Regions from separate parts of the Canis lupus genome. Here region 1 is linked to region 2. Evidence: chromatin contacts called from public Hi-C data. All regions are on one chromosome and are shown on one strand. The core of a region is the stretch at or near the end of the contact, and the rest is flanking DNA. Distances in the headings are between cores, read along the strand shown. Region 1 has its middle 750 kb from the start of MYC. Region 2 holds the start of MYC (MYC proto-oncogene, bHLH transcription factor).

Evidence for each region. A called contact is a pair of places that touch in the nucleus more often than the background predicts.
Region 1: a Hi-C map of blood shows a contact between it and region 2, with 5 times the contacts expected there. The contact joins the enhancer-like site here to the promoter of MYC in region 2. A contact is called at or near these places in 3 of 9 Hi-C or Micro-C datasets (blood and liver).

The regions. Positions count from the first base shown.
Region 1 is chr13:26,377,938-26,382,363 of UU_Cfam_GSD_1.0, reverse strand. No RefSeq gene overlaps it. Among named protein-coding and RNA genes, the nearest start is that of MYC, 750 kb to the right of the region's middle. Within about 2 kb of position 2,458, at least 1 of the 20 cell types and tissues checked has an H3K27ac peak or open chromatin away from gene starts, as enhancers often do. A contact at or near this core is called in blood, where this site is marked.
Region 2 is chr13:25,627,550-25,631,959 of UU_Cfam_GSD_1.0, reverse strand. MYC (MYC proto-oncogene, bHLH transcription factor) reads right to left here and starts at 2,883. Exons shown (of 3, transcript NM_001003246.2): 1 at 2,470-2,883; 2 at 25-790. The coding sequence starts at 2,499.

The DNA.
Region 1 (4,426 bases), core at 1,209-3,708, 750 kb before region 2:
AGTGATTGAAATTAGGAACATACTCAGAGCCATGCTGTAGCAGAAATGCTTTCAAGAACTAGTTGTTTATCTTGGAGACAAGGATATTTGTGTTGTCATTTTCAAACATCTAAAGGAATGTTATGTGAAAAAGGAATTACACTTTTGAATGAAGTCATAAGTGGTAAAATTCAGATCTACTAATGGGAAATGCAGAGGATCATGTTTTGAAATAACTGGAGAAAAATCTTATAATAACCCAGAGAAAAAAATGGTTGATTTAAGAGGTGGTGAGGTCTGGTAGAGGTGTTCACCTGTAGACGGGTTGGCCACTTGGTGGGGATGTTGTAGAAGGGATTCAGGTATCACCATAGGGGGTTGGGCTCCATGACCTTGACAGTCTCTTTGAACTCTGAGATATTGTAAACCTATAAATTCGTAGTTATTTGTATCTAGTCTATGCTGGCTGCGAACTGGTGCAAGTTAGGTTGTGCTTTCAGAGAACTTCCCAAGAAACTATCCTTGATTTCAAACAATAAAATAACCAAATGTTACAGCTGAAATAAAACTTAGAGAGCACCTCACCTAAACCTCGTTGTAAAAATGGGCAGGCTGAGGTCATGTGAGTTAAAATCTCTTTCCCAGGATCACGTAGCAAATTGTCACCAAGTCAAAACTCAAAATTTCAAATGAGAGATAAGACACACATATATCTCTCTCAGGAACACTTTGAAGAAAGCACTTTTTGAAAAAGGAAGCTGCAAAGAATAATCTCATGTACTTTATTTACTTAGAAAATATGAAGGACACTTGCCTTGTTTTTTTAATTAACCAAGTGACCCACGTTAACAAAGACTAAGGAAGCAAGAGACACAGAGCCTTGCTCCAAAATTTCAGAAATAAATGGGCCTGAAACAATACATTAACAAGATCTCAAGGAGGCTGCAGGAAGATAATTCTTAATTTGAACAACTGTCCTGGGAGGCATTTGATGGCCGACTTGGGGCTTCTAAGGGAATTGAGAAAGCTTGCTTCATGTAAAAGTTGCCCTCTCTGGGCAAAAAGCAGAGGAAGTTTACAAATTACTTCCACTGCAGAGGAAGGATATTTGTTGTAGCAGGTGTTTCTCAGAATAGGGGTGGAGTCAAGGAGAGCACAAAACCTTCATTATTTTTATAGATTAGTGAAAGAGCTAAAAAGGAATCAAAGCAGCTATGACAATAATAAATGAAGATGACCTTGAAGATTGAAATTGATTGAGCAAGTTGAACATACGGAAGCATAGAAATCTCTATGAAGAGTCACCACTGACAGAAGGAAATAGTCAGTCAGGTGTGGGTCTCAGATCTAGGAAGATCATCATGTGCCTAGATGCTGAGCTCCCGACTAGTCTCTGGTTTGGTCATTTCTTTGCCTTGAATATCTCACTCACTTGGTAAAGATACTCGATTAACAGCCTGTAGGGCTGGAATGCTACAGCATGGAAATGGCCAAGAATGAAGCCCCAGGGATAGTGATAAAGGGTCAGGGCCAGTCCTGGGTGAAACCCAGACACCTCTCATTCCATTTTCCACATTGGAATGAAATTCTCCATTTTCACATCCATCTTTGAGATGTTAATGTGATCTCCTCAAAGTGAAGATCTTCTGTAATCCATCTCTTTCCCCCTGTGCAAAACTCAGTATTTACTACGGAGTAGATGCACAATAAATTTTAGTTAAACTGAAGTAAAGCTGCACTTCCCTAATACTCCCTAGTGATAAGGAATATACATTAATCCCAGGCCTTCTCTTGCCAATGTATCAGAGTACTAAAGGCTGCGTGCGTGTTTAAGTGTGGACTGTAGCAGACATGGGCATAACTTTGGAAATTTGGCTTTAGAATCAGTAAGACAAATGACTTAGTGTCTCCAAGACTCATTTTTCCCAATGGTTTCCAACTGTAAAATAAAGATAACACTTACCTCTAGATTTCCAGAACTGGGGTGAGGATGAAAAAAGATTATATAGACAAAGAGCTTAGAATAATGTTTGCCACATAAAAGTGTTTAATAAATGACATGAGTTGCTATTATCAAGAATTTTTTTTTTTCTTTTTGAAGACCTCACTTAAGAAATCACTTTTGCTAACTTGAAGATGCGAGATCTGAGCCAATTGGACCCTGTAGTGATTCAGGCAGGATTCTGGTGCTCAAGAAAGGACATATCTGTTTAACTAGCCCTTACTGTAGATCAACACCTTAATAATATATCTTAGCCTGTTGGGACCTGCTCCCCTGTAAAATATCATGGAATATAATTATGTTGTTTAATTGAATAGAACACCCATTCACACGGTAGGTAATCTTCATGATGTGTGTACTATTTTTTGCCACTCCCTATTTGTTCGTTTCAGCTTAATTTCGCCTACAGCTGTATACTGTTTTAAATTGAGAGCGGGTTTTTCCCCAGTCTCACTGTTCTGCTGAATTGCATCTTCAGGCCTGTTCAAACACAGAGAATGAGAAGTGAGAATGTAGTGATCAAGATCCTTCCCATCTTTGTTGCCTCTAACGTAGATTTTTTTTTTCTAATCTGAATATGATAACGGTTAAATGACTGGTAAGATACTCTATAGATGAAAAAATAAGTAGTCAGAAGAAAAACTGTAAAGACCCTAAGCAAAGAGAATTGTTGACCTTAACTCTTCAAGTGCCTTCTGTGTGTCCAGGTCTTTACCCGCTGAAGAAGGAGGTCGGCTGTATGTCCTAGAGGGTCCTGAGGAAACCACCTATTTTTATCTCCATGTACTTTCTTTACCCTCTCTTACCACTTTCACATAACTGGGACTTTTGAAATTTGAACTTAATGGAGAAGAAAAAAAAGCACTAAATAATATTTTTTAAAATGATCGATAGTAAAGCTCAGTTTGAATTTAGAATACATCTCATATCTTTTCTTTTTCTTTGTTGCACTAAATTTAAAGACACACTGAAATTTAGTTTATATTTTCTTCATATTTAATGGCCAATAACGGGAAATTACCCAAGATAGTAATGGAACAAATTTTTTCAGATTTTTCTGGGAAATTCCATCCTTTTCCTAGGGAGGAATAGTGTTGAAAATCTTAAAATCAAATTTATATTAAAGTATATGAAATATAATTAAATGCTTATGTAAAAAGTATGATTTCTTTAAAGGAGATAAAAATTAGAAAGCAAAAAAATCTTATTATTAGAGAATATGGTCTCTACGTGGTTTCTGCTAACATCACATCAATAGGCATAATATACCTCTGTCACATTATAGTTTGTAAAATCTACAAGCTGATGCTCTGAGGAGGGTTAATAGGGAAAGTGGGGCTTTGGAAAAACAATAGTAATGAGTAATGTACGTAAATACATCATAAGTATTTTGGAATAGAGCTACAATGAAATTCTAGAATCAGAGTTTTTCAACTTAGATTGTACAATCAAGGAAAGATTGTTATAAAACTTGGAAATGGGTGTGACAAACCTAAAGTAATTGATCCAAGTCTGTATTCTGTGCTATTAATTCACTCCTATGGTCAGCATTGTGTTTGGGGGAACAGATGGTACCATGACACCTTTGACAGGAAGGTGAAGAAAATGACAAAAAGCTTTGTGAATCATAGGGAATGTCATATAACACACTTTAGGAAGCAAGACATTTCTTAGCAAGAATTGTTTTTTGGCCAAGAATTATCTCTCAACCTCATGTGAGAGTAGTATTTGATGAGTAGTCTTAGGCATTGGGGTGGCCTGAGGAAAGTTCTCAGTGAACTTCTCTCTGAGCCAGGCTCATGTTAAATTAGTAAAGCAAAGGGCCCTCTAAAATAATGGCTCCCCACCCCAGAAGAATCCACATTTAGACATTATTTCATTATGTTTATAAATTTGTAATCAACATATCATAAATTTTCACTTCAAACTTTTCCTTGTCTTTTACAAAAAGCTTGGGTAGTTCTTTGAAAATAAATGTGTTCTGTAAATGTGAAAGTCAGCACTAGCATTGTCATTATCATTAACATTTTTGCTCTGACTTCTAAATAGAGTAACCCACATTTATGGATAACTTTCCTTCAAAAGTCTTAAGGGTTTTAGGGCCCTGAGTAGCTTAGTTGGTTATGCATCTGACTCTTGATTTTAGCTCAGGTCATGATCTCAGGGTTGTGAGATCCAGCCTCACGTAAGGCTCCACACTGAGCATGGAGTCTGCTTAAGATTCTCTCTCCCTCTCCCTTACCTCTCTCCTCTGCTCGTGAGTACTGTTCTAAAAAAAAAAAAAAAATCTTAAGTGTTTGTTGCTTGGCACATGGTACATTTGGTTAGGGGTGTATACACAATGTTTCTTACTGTACATGAAACTTTCTCCAAACTTTCATGCTTTCAACAAATAGCTGTTGACACTTCAACAGAAAAAAAAGAAATGAGAAAGGAAAGACTATG
Region 2 (4,410 bases), core at 1,634-4,133:
CAGGCCCCGGGGGGTCCGGCTCACCCGAGTCGCTGCTGGTGGTGGGCGGTGTCTCCTCGTGCAGCGCCAGGGGCTCGGGGCTGGCCCGGGGGGAGGACTCGGCCGAGGAGAGCAGAGAGTCCGAGGACGGGGAGAAGGCGGCCGAGTCGGGGGACGCGCAGGGCTTGGGCGAGCTGCTGTCATTGAGCGGGTAGGGGAAGACCACGGAGGGGTCGATGCACTCGGAGGCGGCGGCGCTCAGGTCCTGCAGGTACAGGCTGGAGGTGGAGCAGCCGCCGGGCCCGCGGGCGGGGCTCGGGCTGCCGCTGTCTTTGCGCGCAGCCTGGTAGGAGGCCAGCTTCTCCGAGACGAGCTTGGCGGCGGCCGAGAAGCCGCTCCACATGCAGTCCTGGATGATGATGTTTTTGATGAAGGTCTCGTCGTCCGGGTCGCAGATGAAGCTCTGGTTCACCATGTCTCCTCCCAGCAGCTCGGTCACCATCTCCAACTGGTCGGCGGTGGAGAAGCTGCCGCCGCCGCCGTCATCGTCCCCCCGGGGGGAGAAGGACGCGACTGCGACGTAGGAGGGCGAGCAGAGCCCGGAGCGGCGGCTCGGGGACAGCGGCGGGGTGGGCAGCAGCTCGAATTTCTTCCAGATATCCTCGCTGGGCGCCGGCGGCTGCAGCTCGCTCTGCTGCTGCTGCTGGTAGAAGTTCTCCTCCTCGTCGCAGTAGAAATACGGCTGCACCGAGTCGTAGTCGAGGTCATAGTTCCTATTGGCGAAGCTGACGTTGAGAGGCATCGCGGCAGCCTGCGGAGGTGGGGGGAGGAGGGGGCACACAAAGGGAGGGGGCGATCTTGAGTTACGGGGCTCCGGGTGGGTGGCTGCAGCCCCGCGCGGCGCGCGCCCCGCTGCCCAAGCGCTCCCCTCCAGAGCGCGGCCCTCGCGCCCACCCCCGGGGGGCCCCCCCTACTATCCAAGACGCACACTCGGTGCAGCAGCTCCGGAGCGCTGGCCCGGAGCCCGCCCCGCTGCAGAGCCCTCGCGATCCGCTCCGGCCTCCTTAAGCGCTTGGCCGGGAGAGGCTGGCGGCGGGGCTCACGATCCGCCAAAGCCAAAGGCGCAAAGTTTTGCGCCACCTGAAGGAGAAGGCGAGAGGCGCCGCGGCGGGAGCGGCTGCGCTCGGCCCCCTCCCGTGCGGGGCCCCTCCGCGCCGCGCCCGTTCCCACTCGCGCCCTCGCCGCGCTCCTTCCCCCCGCGGGCGCCGCCGCCCCTCCCCTCCCCTCCCCTCCCCTCGCCGGCGCCCCCCCTCCCCGCCTCTGCCGGCTCCTCTGGATGTCTCTCGCCGGCTGGTGGGGCGAGCCCAGCCGCCGGCCGTAACACTTCCCCCCGTAAATAAAAGGGGGGTGTTGGATAATACCAGGGGCACCTCCCTCCAACACCCAATCCCGCGACGCAACTGCGCCAGGGCCCCTGCTGCGACTCCGCGTCCGGAGCCGGGCGTCTTCCCTACACCCGCCGAGGGTAGCAGCTGTTCTGGAAAAGCCCTGAGCCCCGCTCCTTGCCGTCACTCCGCATCTCAGGGGGGCACGGGGACACCGCGGGCGGCGGGGGAGCCAAGGCTGGGTGCGGGGATTTGCTCCCGTCCCCCCCCTTCCCCGCCCCAGCCCCTGATTCCAGGAGAATCAGACCCATCCCTGCCCAGCGTCCCCTTCCCGGGTCCCTGCGCCTCCCCAACACCCAGTCCCGACCAGCGCCTCGGAAGCCCAAGATCCCTAATTTTAGGATTCTTTAGGAAAAAAAAAAAAAAAAAAAGCCAAATGCCAACTTCTTTAAAAGGAGCAGGGGGTGAATGGGAAACGCCGCGGGGACCGGCGGGCGGGACGCGCCGCAGTGTCTGCCTCCGGCTGTCAGAAATGCGGTAAAGATGAAATTTAAATACCCTTTCGGAGACGCGGAAAAGTCCGCGGCTGCGGAGCTCTCGGGCTCGCACAAGCGATTTGTAATTCTTACTCCCAGGAGCTCAGGATGCACAGGGCTGTCTGCCCACCGCGGAGCACGGCCACCCCCACCCACCCCCCACCCCCCCAGTCACAGCAAAAGCAATTAGTGCAATAAAGCAGGAATGTCCAGCTGGTCCGGGGGCAGCCTCAATAATCCATAAGCAAAAAAAAAAAAAAAAAAAAAAAAAGGCGAGTTTTAAAAACGCACCCGTCGTCCTCCTCCCCTCCGCTCTTGACAAGCCACCCTACCACCCCATCCCGTTCTGCTTCGTCCTCACCCCACCCCGAGCCGCCCACCAACTACTCCGAGAGGAGAAGAGTGTCAATAGCGCAGGAATGGCAGGCACGACATCCCGGTTGGGGCAGTCGACCTCGACTCGTCGCGGCATGGCATGAAGCCTGGGCAGGGGAGGAGGGTAAAAAAAATAATAATAAAAAAAATAAAAAAAATAAAAAAAAAAGGAAAAAGGCAGATCGGGTGCTTACCGGGGTTTCCACTCTCCGGAGGAGATCCAGCGTCCAAAATGCGGCGGGGAGCGCCTTTCAGGGCAGCCGGGCGCGGGCGGCGGCGGGGAGAAGTGTCTTCCCAAATAGGCGAAGGGGTAGAGCCTCTGCGCGTCCGGAGAGTCGCGTTCTCCTCGCTCTCGGGTGGTTGTAAGTTCCAAAAAGGGGAGGAGGGGGGGAGCCAAGTGTCCGCCCGCGGCGGCGGGCAAAGTTCCGTGGGAGCGGCGGGGGGTCGCGCGCCCCGCGGGCGGGGGCTCGGCGGCGGAGAGGCCCCCCTGTGACTCCGGGTCTCCCTTCCCCGGGGCGCCCGGAGCGCCCCTCGGCTCGCTCTCCGCTCGCTCTGCTCTTCCACCCGGGCGGACGCGCCCGCTCGCTCCCTCTGTCTCTCGCAGGGATTATTACAGCGAGTCGGAGAAGCCCAGAAAACCAGCGTTTATATTGCTGAGCACGATCCCTCCCCCTCTGTTCTCTTTTTTCCCGCCAAGCCTCTGAATAGCCCTGCCCTTCCCGAGGCCGGCGGGGAGCCAGGCGGCGGCCGGGGCGCGGCGGCTGCAGCTCGGAGACGCGCGGCTCGGGGGTCCTCGGCCCCGCGGACCCTCGCCTATAAAGGGCCGGTGGGCGGGGATTCGCGAGAGTGGATCTTTTTTCTCTTCCCCTCCACCCGCCCCCCCGCCCCCCCGCCCCCCGCGCCCGCCCTCCGCTTTGGGAACCGAGGAGGGGCGACGGTGCGGAGGGAGGGCCGGGGCCGGGGCCGGGGCCGGGGGCGGAGTGGGGAGGGGGGTGCGGGGAGGAGCTCGGCCCTCGCTGCTTGGCACTGGGGCGCGCCGAGCCCGCGCATGTAAACAGTCAGAGCGCAGCGGCATGAATTAACTGCGCGCGCCTACCATTTTCTTGTTTGCTCCCTCTCCAAGCCTCTCCCTCTCCCCGCGGCCCCTCTGGCGCAGCGCTCGCCCTGCGTGCTTACACCATCGCAGGCGGGACGGCCGAGCCTTGGACCGCGGGACCCGCCGTGTACCCACTCGCCACGCGCCACGCACGGCCCGGGCGGGCGCGCCTCCCCAGGGCTGGGGGACCTCTGGGCGGCGTTTGGAAAAATCAGTCCAGTGAAGACGGGAGGGAAGCCGGGGGTATTTATGGGCGCGCGCCCTGAGTGTGCGGGGTGTTAGTGGCGATGGGGATACATGATAAGAGGCATTAGGAGGAAGCCGATGCCGGGAATATTAAAATAACTCAGCAACCCACTGCCACGTATGCTTGGAGAGCGCGTTGTGAATAAACACGCATTGCATTTGTTGGCGGCGTTATGCCTTATTTGCGTACCGCGACCTATTGCGATTGGGTACCTTCCACCCCATGAATGCCTCAATTTGCTGCCTAAGCCGAAGACGCCCTCGCTCCCGCCCCTCCCACGCAGACCTACAGAGGGGTCAGCGGGAGCCTGCTGCTCCCCCCCACCCGACACCCCCCACCCCACCCCACCCCACCCACCCCACCAAGACGCGCTAATCCCCGGGATCGTTCCTGCGTGTTCCGGAACTGGAGTTAGGGAGGAGCGCGTTGGCTGGTGCGCGCGGCAGGGGACCCTCCCCCGCCCACTTTCTGCACCCGCATCCCACCCCCACGCCTCTCCCTCGGAGTTCCCAATTCCGCAGCCAGGTTTCAGAGAAGACACAAATCCTCTTTGCGCCCCGTGGCGCCGGTTTGCACCAGTCTGGGGTTCCCAGGTTTAGGGGAAATCAGAGGCGCTAGACGAGAGAATTTTGGGGAGGGGGTGCAAGCCTCGGGGCTGGAGTCTCCAGGAAGGGTGGGAGGAAGAGGCGAGCTTGAGGACCCGGCCCTGGGAGTTTGCAGAGATCCTGGGGAAGAAGAGACCGTTAACTCTTTCCTTCTCTGGTAAACCGGGACATTTACTTCCTCTCCGGG